Regions from separate parts of the Lactuca sativa genome. Here region 1 is linked to region 2. Evidence: chromatin contacts called from public Hi-C data. All regions are on one chromosome and are shown on one strand. Each heading gives the region's core, a stretch centred on a gene start, on an enhancer-like site or on the middle of the called end of the contact. The rest is flanking DNA. Distances are from core to core; before and after follow the strand shown.

The links. A called contact is a pair of places that touch in the nucleus more often than the background predicts.
Region 1: a Hi-C map of leaf shows a contact between it and region 2, with 9 times the contacts expected there. The contact joins the promoter of LOC111912386 here to the promoter of LOC111912387 in region 2. A contact is called at or near these places in 2 of 4 Hi-C or Micro-C datasets (both in leaf).

The regions. Positions count from the first base shown.
Region 1 is chr2:79,893,424-79,899,945 of Lsat_Salinas_v11, forward strand. It overlaps LOC111912386 (pentatricopeptide repeat-containing protein At1g62350), which reads left to right and starts at 1,991. Exons shown (of 4, transcript XM_023908122.3): 1 at 1,991-2,482; 2 at 3,291-3,649; 3 at 4,346-4,752; 4 at 5,457-5,724. The coding sequence starts at 3,323. The coding sequence ends at 4,747.
Region 2 is chr2:79,722,482-79,729,036 of Lsat_Salinas_v11, forward strand. LOC111912387 reads right to left here and starts at 4,664. Exons shown (of 4, transcript XM_023908123.3): 1 at 4,402-4,664; 2 at 4,092-4,246; 3 at 3,272-3,376; 4 at 2,481-3,182. The coding sequence starts at 4,476. The coding sequence ends at 2,690.

The DNA.
Region 1 (6,522 bases), core at 741-3,240, 170 kb after region 2:
AAAACGATTTAGGCATCAAATCCAAGACAAAACATCAACTAAATCTCGAAATATCCTCCGTCTGACGCACAAACTCGCCGAGTAGGGCCAACTCGCCGAGTCCAGATACTGACTCGCCGAGTTGAGTCGGGAAGAGGCAAGGAAACTCGATTTTCAGCAAGCAAACAGTTAAAGCATCACATACAATTGAAACCAATCAAGGCTTTGATACCATTGATGGGTTTTATGCATAAGAACAATCTTATGTGCTCATACAAACCTAATGCATGGATCTAGGTTTCTCTAATGTACATACTTTGAATCCAAGACTTACAAAACTAGATCTATCATATATAATTCGAAATTATCATAAAGAAAACAAATCTAAGTGGTTTACCTCTTTCAAGTAGCTTGAATCCTTGTAATCTTCTTGATCTTGAGCTTAGAGTCACAATTGTAACTCCTATAATGGTTCACAAACCCCACAAGCAAGAAGGCAATATGAGAGAGGGTGAGAGATGCTAGAAATCGGCCCTAGGGTTCCCTTGGAATGAAGTGTAGCCGATTTTCCATAGCCTAGGGGACTTATTTATACTTGCAAGCTACTAGGGTTTCAGTCTAAACCCTAATGGACAACTTAGCCACCAAGCAGCCCAAGGAACCTTCTAGAATAAGGCCTTCGACGAAAATATGATGGACCCCCATCATAATTTCGTTCTCCCTTAAGTCCATTAGGCTTCCTTAACCCAAAACTTAACTATCACACATTTGACAGTTTATACCCCTTTATTTAATTAATCTCTTTTAGTCACCAATTTAATTCCTAATTAATTTATGACCAATACTAATTAAATAAATATGATTTCTCCTTTAATATATTATTCTTATAATATATTAATAAACCATAATATTCTCTCTTTCTCCTTAAATTACCTTGTCAAGTTGCTTTGGAGAAAGCAACCCAAAAGGACCATGCACAACCGGGTCAAGTACATACCAAATATAGTTACGGACTTAGACACTATTCCAACAAATAAAACTTAAAGTTTTCCTACCTTTCACTTTATTCCCAAATCCGCCCAAATTGGGATGAAAATTTAGAAGGAAAATGACTCCAAAATCCTTTCGCTCCCTCACTTTTCTTCCATTAATAAAACTCGGGAACACGATTTTCCTTCAATATCCCTCACTTTCCCTCCATATCCATCCATATCCCTCCTTAAGTGGAACTCGGGAACAAGGCGTAACTCTAAAGCTCATTTATCATGTTTACACATAATTTCATTAAATACAATAATATTGTTAAACTTACTGCTACTTGCATCATAAAGTTTATAAGCTTCATTTTCAACATCTTGCTGACTCATTCCATTTCTTTTTCGGCACCATGCTTTATAAAATACACCAACCCACTTTTGGTCATTTTCGCTAATTCGTTTAAAACGATCTCACATCTAATCTTCATTCCTGCTATTAAGTTTTTTTGAAATTTTAGCATGAGTGACATTATACAATCCCTTTATTTGTTCACACAATGATGATTTTTCTGTTTTTTTTTTTTTTCACGTTGTTTATCCTCCCTCACTAACAAAACACCATGTTGACATTAAAGCGATATTTTCTGCAACATCCCATTTATTGCCTCATAGTTGTTTTTCGGTATTTGGTGATGTTTGGAGATTTTCTATGATAGAAACTTGATTTGGATCTAGATAAAACAAAGGGTTTTCATAATATGGAGAACTCCGAAAAGCTTGAGAGTCTCCGAGATTCAAATAAACATTTGGATATGAATTATCAATCATAGAAAAAATACAAATGCAAAAGAGATTAGAAATAGAAACAGGGATTAGATATTGAAGTATACCAACATTTTTATTAGATAGACATGTTTGAAATAAGTTGAAATACAACCCGTCGCTTTTTTTTTTTTTTTTTTTTAATTTTTTATTTTTTAGCCGACCGACTATGCATTAATGCATAGATTATCACAACACATTAATCTTGTGTTTGGGCCGTTGGACTCTCACGTTAGGGTCTGAATCGTGGGTAGGATCAGGTAGAGTAGTGGACCGGATCGTATCTCTACCCCACAGCCCACGCCACCACCAACCGACTTGGGGCGGTGTTATGCGTCCAGGTCGCAGCCATCGTCACACGCCACCTACGTGCTGCTACCCGATGGTCTAATTCTTCAGCCAGCCTTTTTACCTGCGTCCTCTTTCAAATAAAGTTTGCCTGGTTTTTGTGTGTTATCGCTTATCAATGGTTTCATCTTCTAGAATTGGAAGCTCAAGAGTATCTACTGAAATCATCGCAAACTATCAATTTTATCGGTGTGGTTGTGATGCTTGGTTTTAGTGATTCCTCTCCTCTCTAATTCGACATTCTCAAGTAGTCAAGTCTCAACGGTGTCCTTAGCCTTTAAAAACTTTCTGATTTGTGACCTCCGAGTTCGTAGTTCGAACCACTCGACAGACACGCCAACGCCCAACAGCAACAGGTATGTGATAACTGATAACTCTGATTAGTGATTAGGATTTCTGATTCTGTGTTTAGGATTAGGTTTTCTCAATTCAAATGCTATTCGCATAACCTCGATGCCCTTATACCTCTTTTTCAGCTCCTGCCCTGCTGAAGGTTGTTCACTTTTATTACATTTGGTTTATTCTAATTAGGAATTTATAATTCATATGGTTGTCTTTTCAAAGTATTTCTGTGAACTAAAACAATTGGAATTGTATCTATAAAAAAAATGCAGCATCTTCTTCACGAGTCCATTCACTTGATTTGCTTTGGATATTACGTTAATTACCGCTCCCTCTATCTCCATATCGGTGGTTTTTTTGCTTAAAGTTTGAAAATTGGGGAAGATACCCTTTATACTTTCTCTTTATGTATTTAACATCAAGATTATTAATTAAGTACATAGTGTACATCTGAGTAAGAATATTGTTCACATACTTGTTGAACTTTCAAGTAGTTATGTTGACTTTTGAGTCAAAGTGTTAATTCTAATTGATACATGGCATGAGATATATATCCTTTTACATCGTTTCTTTATAATTAGGAAGCTAGTTCTTTTTTGCTTAGTCATGTTGGTTCCCTTTTTTTTTGTCATTAGTTGAATAAATATTAATGAAAAAATGCATAAAAACAGCAACATACTGTGTATTATAGTATTCCACCTCCATTTCTTTCTATTACAACATCGTTCTTTCAGTTTCTTGCATTTAACCCCTAACTAATTTAATCCTTTTCCTCATATGATTGTCTTGAATTATATTCAATCTCTTTAATTAATTGTTTAGATCCAATTCCAAGTAACAATTGGAGATCCAATATGCTCAATTACACTCGAACCATTCTACGAAGAACTTTGCTCTCAAATCTCAACACCATATCAACTCCCATTTATTTCAATCACCAAAATACAATCTCAATCTCAACCTCTTCATCCTCATCAAGCCCTAGTTTATCAATATGGAGACGAAAGAAGGAATTGGGGAAAGAAGGTTTGATCATTGCAAAAGAACTCAAGAGACTTCAATCAAGTCCTCTCAGACTTGACCACTTTATCAAGTCCCATGTCTCTCGCCTTCTCAAATCTGATCTTGTTTCTGTTCTTTTTGAATTCCAAAGACAAGACCTTGTATTTCTCTCCATGAAGGTTTGTTTTCCTTCCATTCTCTATATTACCTTCCTTTTGTTCTTGTATTGCATTGTTGTATTTCCGATAATACCCTTTCGCACATCTGGTAGGGCTTCTTTTGTTACGTTGGACATGACATAACATATAAGTTGTATGCATTTGACATGCATTAGATTAATGTTCATGGGACAAAAAATAATTCCTATCCGAAAAAGATGAACTTATACTGATGACAATGAGACAATTTTTTTTTGTCCCACCCGAAAAGGTAGGAGTGGGATTGATGTTAATGGGACAAAAATATGTCCCACCCAAAGAGATAGGATTGGGATTGATGTCAATAGGAGAAAAGAAATTTTTTCCAATTAAAAAATATATTTTTGTCTTATCCAAAAAGTTACATTATTTTTGTCCCACCCAAAAAGTTAGGATTGAAACTAATGTGAATGGGACAAAATTGGCAAAAAGGTAGGATTGGAACTGATGTGAATGGGACAAAGAAACTTTGTCCCATTCACATCAGTTCCAATCCTACCTTTTTGGGTGGGACAAAATTGCTTTTGTCCAATTAACATCACTCAAAAAGGTAGGAATGGGATTTATATGGGACAAAAATTACAATCTTTTGATAGGTGGGTTCTCTCATTTTGTGCAAAGAATAGAATAGCATTAGAAACCTAATTTCGTTGGATTTGGATGGTTTTCATTACGCAGTTATACGAAGTGGTGCGAAAAGAGATATGGTATAGACCAGATATGTTTTTTTATCGTGACATGCTTATGATGCTAGCAAGAAATAAAAAAGTGGAAGAAGTGAAAAAAGTATGGGGAGATTTAAAGAAAGAAGAGGTACACTTTGATCAACATACATTTGGGGATATTATTAGGGCTTTTTTAGATAGTAGATTGCCATTAGAGGCAATGTTTATATATGAGGAAATGAGAAAAGCTGCGGACCCTCCGTTGTCATTGCCTTATCGCGTGATCTTGAAAGGGCTTTTACCGTATCCGGAATTGAGAGAAAAGGTGAAGGATGATTTTTTGGAACTTTTTCCGGGTATGATTATTTATGATCCACCCGAAGGTTTGTTTGAAGAGTGTTCTGATTCCAACTAATATAGGTAATGTGGTTTCTTGATTTTGATAAAAATAATTATAATGAAAGTTTATTGATGAATTTGAGAAGTGTTTGGTAGTGTGGTATGATGGAATCCGGTAAGGAATGGAATGGTTGATTTTGATTCCATTGGAATGTAAAAATAGTTTTTTGTTTTGTTTGATAGAATGGAATGGACCATTTTTTAATGAATGTTATTCAATTTTCATAACTTAATTGTTTTTTTTTTTCATTCCATCATGGAATGTAATGAAAAATTGCAAATATAATTTTTTTTGTATAGGTATTTTTTGATGGCTTAAATCTGTTTAAAAAAATGTGATTAACATTTTATTTTCTTAAAATAGCTAAAATGATATTTTATTTTTACATTCCCATTTTGTTATGTTTGCAATTTTTCTTTAATAACTATAGTTAAATAGTGTAAAGATTTGAATTACAATTATACACCACATTGTATTTGTTTGTAATATTAATCCATTTCCATTCCATCTGACTGAACAAAAAATTGAAATCTAAAAAGAATTATGCTCTAGCATCCTTAAGGATGGTAGGAAATAGAATTTAATTTGATTATAAAAATTAAATACTTTTTAAAAACAAAATTATTTATATTTAAATACTACTTTTATATTGTTACTATGTTATGCAACTTTTCAATATATAGAAACAATGTTATTTAATGAAGAACAGATTGATCAATTATAGGGGTGGTAAAAGTGTCGGGTTCGAGTTGACAGAATGACAGATCAAAATGCATTAACTCGTACATGACCCATATAATTATTCGTGTCGCGGTTTGACAGATTAGATACGTTAACCCGGACACGATCCATCTAACCTTTTTATATATTTGAGTTTGTGAGTTTGTAGGTCAGATTTGGATTAACGAGTTGACCCGTGAACCCAAATATTATTTATGTAATAGTGATGTGTAATTTGATTAAGAGCACACAACACATGTTTTGGGTTCAAATTTTCTAAAATTTTAGGTTATGCAACAACGCTTGCAAATGCAAGGCAGAATGTCTTTGTGTCTTCATCAAATGGTGAACCGCTCCGAGTTTATTTGGCCGGTTTGCAGGTTGGCATGTTGACGGACTAGAAACCTCAATTCAAATTGGTTTATTTTCGTGTCGGATTTATATCGCATGGGTTGCGTCAATAATTATGACCCTTAATGGATTTCACCATTCCGGAAGTCCATCAAAATGAAATTTAAAGACATTTAGCGAAATTGAATCCTCTATGTTAATTTTGGCACAAAAGAAACCATATAATATAATCCTAAATTCCAAATCTTACGCCAGAATCTATGAACCTTGAAATGGATTATATCCTTTTTCTTTTTGAATATTTAAGTTGGTTGTTTGAAATAAAATTTCAAACCCAAAATATGTAATTATGTTGGGTATGTTTGACACGGTACAAGTTTATAAATTATTATTTTTTTCAAATATTTTTAGGTTATTGGCAAATAAAAAGTACCTTATAAGTTATAACCTATCGTTTATTATCTCTGTAAACAAAGTTCAAATATTTTTTATTAATTATAAAAAAGCTCAATTTTTATGTATCATTTTACATATTTCAATTGGTTTGTAGCTAAATGTTATTTTTATCAACTATTTTATTAGTTAGCAACTAATTTTTTAGTATCAATTGTTTTAGTTTTTCATAGTCTATTAAACATAGTCTTTATGCATAATCAACATGAGCCTAGTTTTTAATCATTTTTGCCAATTTGACAAATTCTTTTTATTTCCTAAAGCAA
Region 2 (6,555 bases), core at 3,414-5,913:
ACATATGAATCTCTATATAAACTATAAAGGGAAAAATGTTGGGTTAGTCAATGGTTGTAAGATTTATGTATATAAATCATATCTACGAAAGACTTAAATATAAGGAACCACTGGTATACTATGATTCACAACACATACCATGTTAGAGCTACTTTTCATCTTACAAGTGAAACATACAAGTGTCTAATGCACCCTATACAAGACCTTACTACACCATCTTCAAAAAATGACATTGGGTAAACAGAGCAAGGGCGGTGCAAAGAAGAGAGAGAAATCCGGGAGGAAGGTTGAGGTGCACACTAAGTCGGTGATGTTTGGGATCGATATTTTAAAATAACTTACGTTTTTCTGTAAAAGTGATTATCAACATATCTGGTTGCTTTTAAAAGGAGTTTTGGAAAAGAAAATGTTTGTATAAGCTTATCCAATACAAAATCATAACAAGTTGATAAGTTGTTTTCTAATGTTTGAGGAATTCTACTTATAAGTGTAAAATAACCGAAAATAACAGATTACATATTATTGACTTTTTTTCTTTCTTTAAACAAACAAAGATGTGTAATTTAGTTTTACCTTGATAAAGAGTTTCTATAAGTCAAAACAAAACCACTTATCAAAATATGCTTATTGCCTCTACCATACCGGAGTATACATTTTTGTATCTAAACATTTGGAAGTGTTGATTATTGGTGTCACGGAATACAATAACAAACACATTAAATAATCAATCTCAAGCACCCTCTATCCTATCCAGTGTTTTGGCTTTTTGCTAACAGTTACTAAAAGTTTTAAAAACAATATTTAGTGATGATTAAATTTTGGAAGAGCTCAGATACGTGTTGATGCTCCTACCAATCTAGTGTCATGGTTTTTATTTAAAATTTTATTATTTGGTTATGATATAAACATTAATATACGTCTGCAATTTTTATACTTATTTAGCCACTTCAATTGGTTTTCTTAAATGCTAGAACTTTATAAATAAGCCATTTTACCACAATCACCTATTTGTGATGATTGGGTTATTTTTCTATGATCAAAAGTAATCAAAGTGAACATGTTTTGTTTAAGTTATTAATTTTACTGCACATGGTCCAAGTTACTTGTTTTGGGGTTTTTATGAAAGAAACTTGTTAATTGTTATGGCGTTTATCCTATAAACTAGAATGTTTTTAGTTGTTAATAAAATATGTATGAATAAATAATCGTGGATGATTGTGAAACTTCACTTGGTCGAATTGAATGCGTGAGAGGCATCATGGAACACTTTAGGTAAAGTATTGTAGTATTCGAGTATACTGCCTTAGAGATCACTAGTTCGGGACGTGTAGAAGTTTGGGCTAGCAGATCGAGCAAGTTTTAAGTGTCTAGATCCATGGTGAGTTTCATATAAATTTTATAGTTGTTTACATGAAAATTTTTGGACTTATGTCATACGTTTGTACATGTTTAGTTTTAAGGCATGAACTTCTAATATCTTGTCAGACATGGATGTTTTATGGTTTTACATGTATGGACAACGGGTGAAGTGACTTACTACACAGTCATGAATGTTAGTCGTTATACAAGTTAGTACATGGTGAAGAATCTTGGGCAATGACATATGCACTGATTCATTTTTTAGTAAGCATGATGATTTTGTACCATAATAATCGTGGTTATGCCTAAAGAAAGATTTAAAAAAATAAGCATAAATAAATTGTTGGATATATCGTTACATTGTTTCAACTATTGACGTCAACGTTTATGAAATTTATAGATTGACCCAACTTGTCTAAAAAATATATGCAACCCAAGAAGCAATATTGCTAGTTGTTGCAGCAAAAGAAAGAAGAAAACTGAGCTTTAGAATATTGGATTCATTGAAGAAACGCAACACCGAACTCACGTTTAGTTGCTGGATTTCCTATGAATATCATCGGAGACATTGAGGAATGGGCAAAATAGACAGATGCACAAAGCTCAATATTTTTATTATTAATTTTTATTTAAAAATAAAAATTTATAATAAAACCTTTTTTTTGTTGCTTGTTCTGAGGATATTTAATTCCTTATGGCCCTGCTGAATACATTGCCACTTCTAATTATGTTAGCTTATGATTTATACTGCAAGATCTTGTATTGTAAACTATGCTACATAAATTTTAGGACTTAAAAACGTTACATGTTAGAACCAAATGTAGGCCACATTTGGTTCAACCTTTTTTTATTATAAGAAAATACACTCAAGCCTAAAACATGATATGGCCACTATCTACGATCTACAAAAGGTAGTGATTTATTAACAAATAAATGCTCTTCACACAAATCAGACATTTTATCCAACATTACACATTTGATCGAACATTTGGTGTGCATAAACAATATAGCAACACAAATTTCATGAGAATATAAGCATGTTCCCTTTTAATTGTATATATAATGAACAAGGAATGACCATTTTACCTTTCATGGAACAATCACATGAACTAACATGTATATCAGCATGAACTAAAACTTTCACCAGATAAATAATTAAAACATCTTATCTTAATCATAATAAACTAGTAGATTACGGGGTACTGCACAGTATTAAAACCCCTTATATCATCATATCTAAAAACTAAAATCCATTATTTCACAATCATTCAACAACACTGTACAGAGAAACAATAAAACCCAACCAGGGCAAGTCAGTGAGTCGACTCAGTCAGTTACGCCCGAGCCTAACCAAATGCTGCTGATGTTTCGCAGCAGCCGCCTTATCCGCCGCCTCACGTTTCATCGTCCTCTTCGCCCGCCGCCCCACCGCCGCCACATCCCTAGCACCACCACCACCACCACCACCACCGGTTTCCTTCTTCTTTGGCTCACGCGATGAAGGGCCAGCGCCACCGGAATCTTGAAAATTAGACGGTGGTTGTTGGTGGACGGGCCGGGCTTCTTGTTTCCCCGCCCGGACAAACCCGTTGTGGCCCCACCTCCGGTTACCGATACGGATGTTGATGTTTGATGCGCGTCCAAGGTAGACTTCATCTAAATCTTCATCTTCTTCTTCTTCTTCATAGTCGTATGAATAGAAGAAGTCTTGTGTGATGTGATGATGATCTTCGGGTTCTTCATGGGGTTCGATGTGTAGAGGGTGGAACCATGAGGCTCTTAAGAGGAGGCAAACACTTTCCTCAAACATGTAGTCATGGATGCTGTTCATTTCTTTTTATTACAACATTGTACTTTTTAAGAAAAAAATTATGTATTTCTTTTATTCTTAATTGGGAAAATATTTCAATACCTGCCATCAAGAGAACGATGGATATTGAGGAACTCGAATGGGTTCTTGCATTGTGGGCAAGTTGGTTCCTTTTTATATGTGGCCCATCGGAGGATGCAAATCACACTATATATAAAAAGATGATTTGGGTTACGAGTTTATTTTATTAGCATTTTAGCATGTCACATCATATAATCATTTAGATTTTAAGCACACATGTATTTCAGATGAATCACAATTCACATATTTGTTTGCGTTCTCATTACAAAATGTAACATTTCATTTTTTTTTCTTTAAATACCTTCGTGTAATAAATCTTGTCCTTATAAGTTATAATCTTGTCACAATTTTATAACTTGTACTTTCATACAAAAAGTAGGATTTAGGTGTAACACTGTTGAGATCGTATTACATAACACTGTCTTATCTATTTGAAAAAGAAAATCTAACACATATTTTAATTCCTTATGGTCACATAATTATATACCTTGATAAGCAGCGATTAGATACAATCACTTTAATTATATACAATAATCCTTATGCTGTAGTGTCTTCTAAAGCATACTATAAACCAAAACATTATCTCCAACAGTACAGATGCGCATAGGATTCAAGAATCCATTAAGGTGATGTAGTAAATTGTTATTCTCTAATAAAAGTGGCACAAAAAACTGGTTCTTGAACTAGTTAAAAGGTAATATTATTATTATCTCTGAAAAGATTCAACTGCAACCATTTCTTGGTGTTTAATTGATATATTATATGTCAGTGTATGCGAATCGAGAATTAAACCGCTGATATATTATATGAAATGGGCATTTGTGATTGTAGAGAAACAAACCAGTAGGCATGCTCGCAACCTTTTACGAGGGCGGTTTCCTGTAACGCGATCTGATTCAAACAAATTGCACAAACCCCGTGATGATCTTCATCAGATAATGAAGTTTTCGGATGCAGAGTCTCTTCGTTACTAGAAACCACTTCGTTCTTCTCCTCCTGCCCAGGATCACAACCCTAGATCGATTAACTTGAAAACGAAAAACCAAACATCCCAACAAAATCATATTCACATAAAAAAACAAAACCCTAGAACATACAATTACATTAACAATCAACACCAATCCATATATATATCGATAATAGTAGGGTACCTGGTCATGGATCGATAGATCTGGAACGGCGTTGATGAGCTGTTGTTGGCCATCGATCTCAATGACTGCATCCATGGCGATAGAATGTAAAACTGCAAGTATGAAAAAGTGTTCGATGAAAGGATAGATGAGTAGGTAGAAAAAGGAAGAAGAAATTGATGAGATTCTTCAGGAATTATTCGGATTCCAAAGAGAGGGGAGAAAAAGAGGAGAGAGAGGGCAGCGCCCTGACAAGAGGGTTGAGGATGTGGATATCATAACAAGCGGCGTTTGCCGAGTCTCTCTTTTATATCACAAATCATTTTTATCCTTTTTATTTTTTTGACCGACTCACGTTTTTGGACCGGTTTGGTCTATACACGGGCCCAAGAAAAGTCGCCAAACCTAACGAAGCCACGGAACACCAACTGGATAAACATCATTTGTCAACATAAAATGAAAAGCATAATATATTTATTATTTACATTTGAAAAATACTCTATAAAACTATTAATTTTGTACCATTTTAATTCGGTAAGTGTTTTTTTATGTCTCGTTTCAGTCATTCATTGAAGTTTTTTTTGTCCTACCTTAATCGTTAATACTGGGTAGAATCGATTTCAAGGTGATGTGTCAACAAGTCCAAACGGTATGGATGTGAAACAAGTCATTCCAATCAATAAATTCCAACTCATGAAGTACATTGTCGTCCTCATTAACTAGAAGAAGCTACATCAATGAAATCGATTATTCATAGTAGAAATGGTAGAATTATATCAAATATTTCAGATGGAACTGTTATGTGTTGTACTACAGCTCCTCGTGGAGTACATCTTGCATCCAACCAAGTCTTTGACCATTGAACGGGATAAATTCCACCATCGCTGGAAGGTCAGCCAGGCCATGAGCACGGTGAGGACAGGATTCCCAAAAGGTCAACCTAATGAAAGGTCATAACTCCTAGAAAAGTCATTATTCACTGTTTTTCCCCTTCCTTGTATGTTTTTCTCATCCAATTATATATATATATATATATATATATATATATATATATATATATATATATATGCATGTATGTATGTATGTATGGGTGTGTGGATGTGCAAAAAAATCGAAGGTAACTTCATCTTCTTAACTTATAAGTATTAGATGGAACTGCTATGTACGGTACCCCTCCTCGTGGAGTAGCTCACGCATCCAACCAAGTCTTTGACCATGGAATGGGATAAATTCAACTACCGCTGGAAGGTCGGTCGGGCTGTGAGCACGATAGGGACGAGTTTCCCAAAAAGTCATTCTGCTAAAAGGTCAAAACTCCTACCAAAGTCATTCTTCATTGTTTTTCCCCTTCCTTATACGTTTTTCTCATTCCAATTCTCGATATATATATATATATATATATATATATATATATATATATCTTAATAAGCATTTAGCATCAAATGTTGAATTTTAAGAGGTACAAAATTAAATGCAAGTTGTACAATGAATTTATGCATTGAATCTTATTAGTCAAACCTTGAATACGTAGTCTCACTTATATCCCTTAAAATCTCCACCTAACTAATGTGAATCAAACTGAATCGGTCAAAATGAAGATTTGTTCCCAATATGTTCCTTGAAATAGGGGATTTGAGTCCCAGTCACACTTTTATCCTTATATATCTCATCTCAAAGTAAATGAATGTCAAATGAACCGGTCAAAAGTTGAATCGGTCATCCTTATCTTCAGCCGATTACTGATTGAATCGTTCAACACTAAATACACTTTATATAGAACCCTCTTTCTCATTTCGGTCACAAGCATACTAAGAAATCCTTCACCACTCCCTATCCATTGCCTGTTGCTTCCATAAAAAAAATAATAAATAAAAATAAATAAAAAAAAGCCTGATCAGGTTCGCTTTTCATTTTTTATTACATCTTTTTGTGCTTTCTAGAAATCAATCACCACCACGTCCTAACCCTAGAACTGTTATTATTTCTTTATTGCACCCTTCCTCATTCTTTGTTGTTGCTTCAACAGAACCCTAGAGATACTGCAGCTAACTATATATATCTCTAAGTGAACAAAGGTTAGTTAAAGTTCTTTTTTGTTTATAATTTGAGAACTAAAAGTTTCATATTTTCTAATGACCTTGTTTCTTTTTTTTTGTCTAAGGTTTTAGAGGCTTA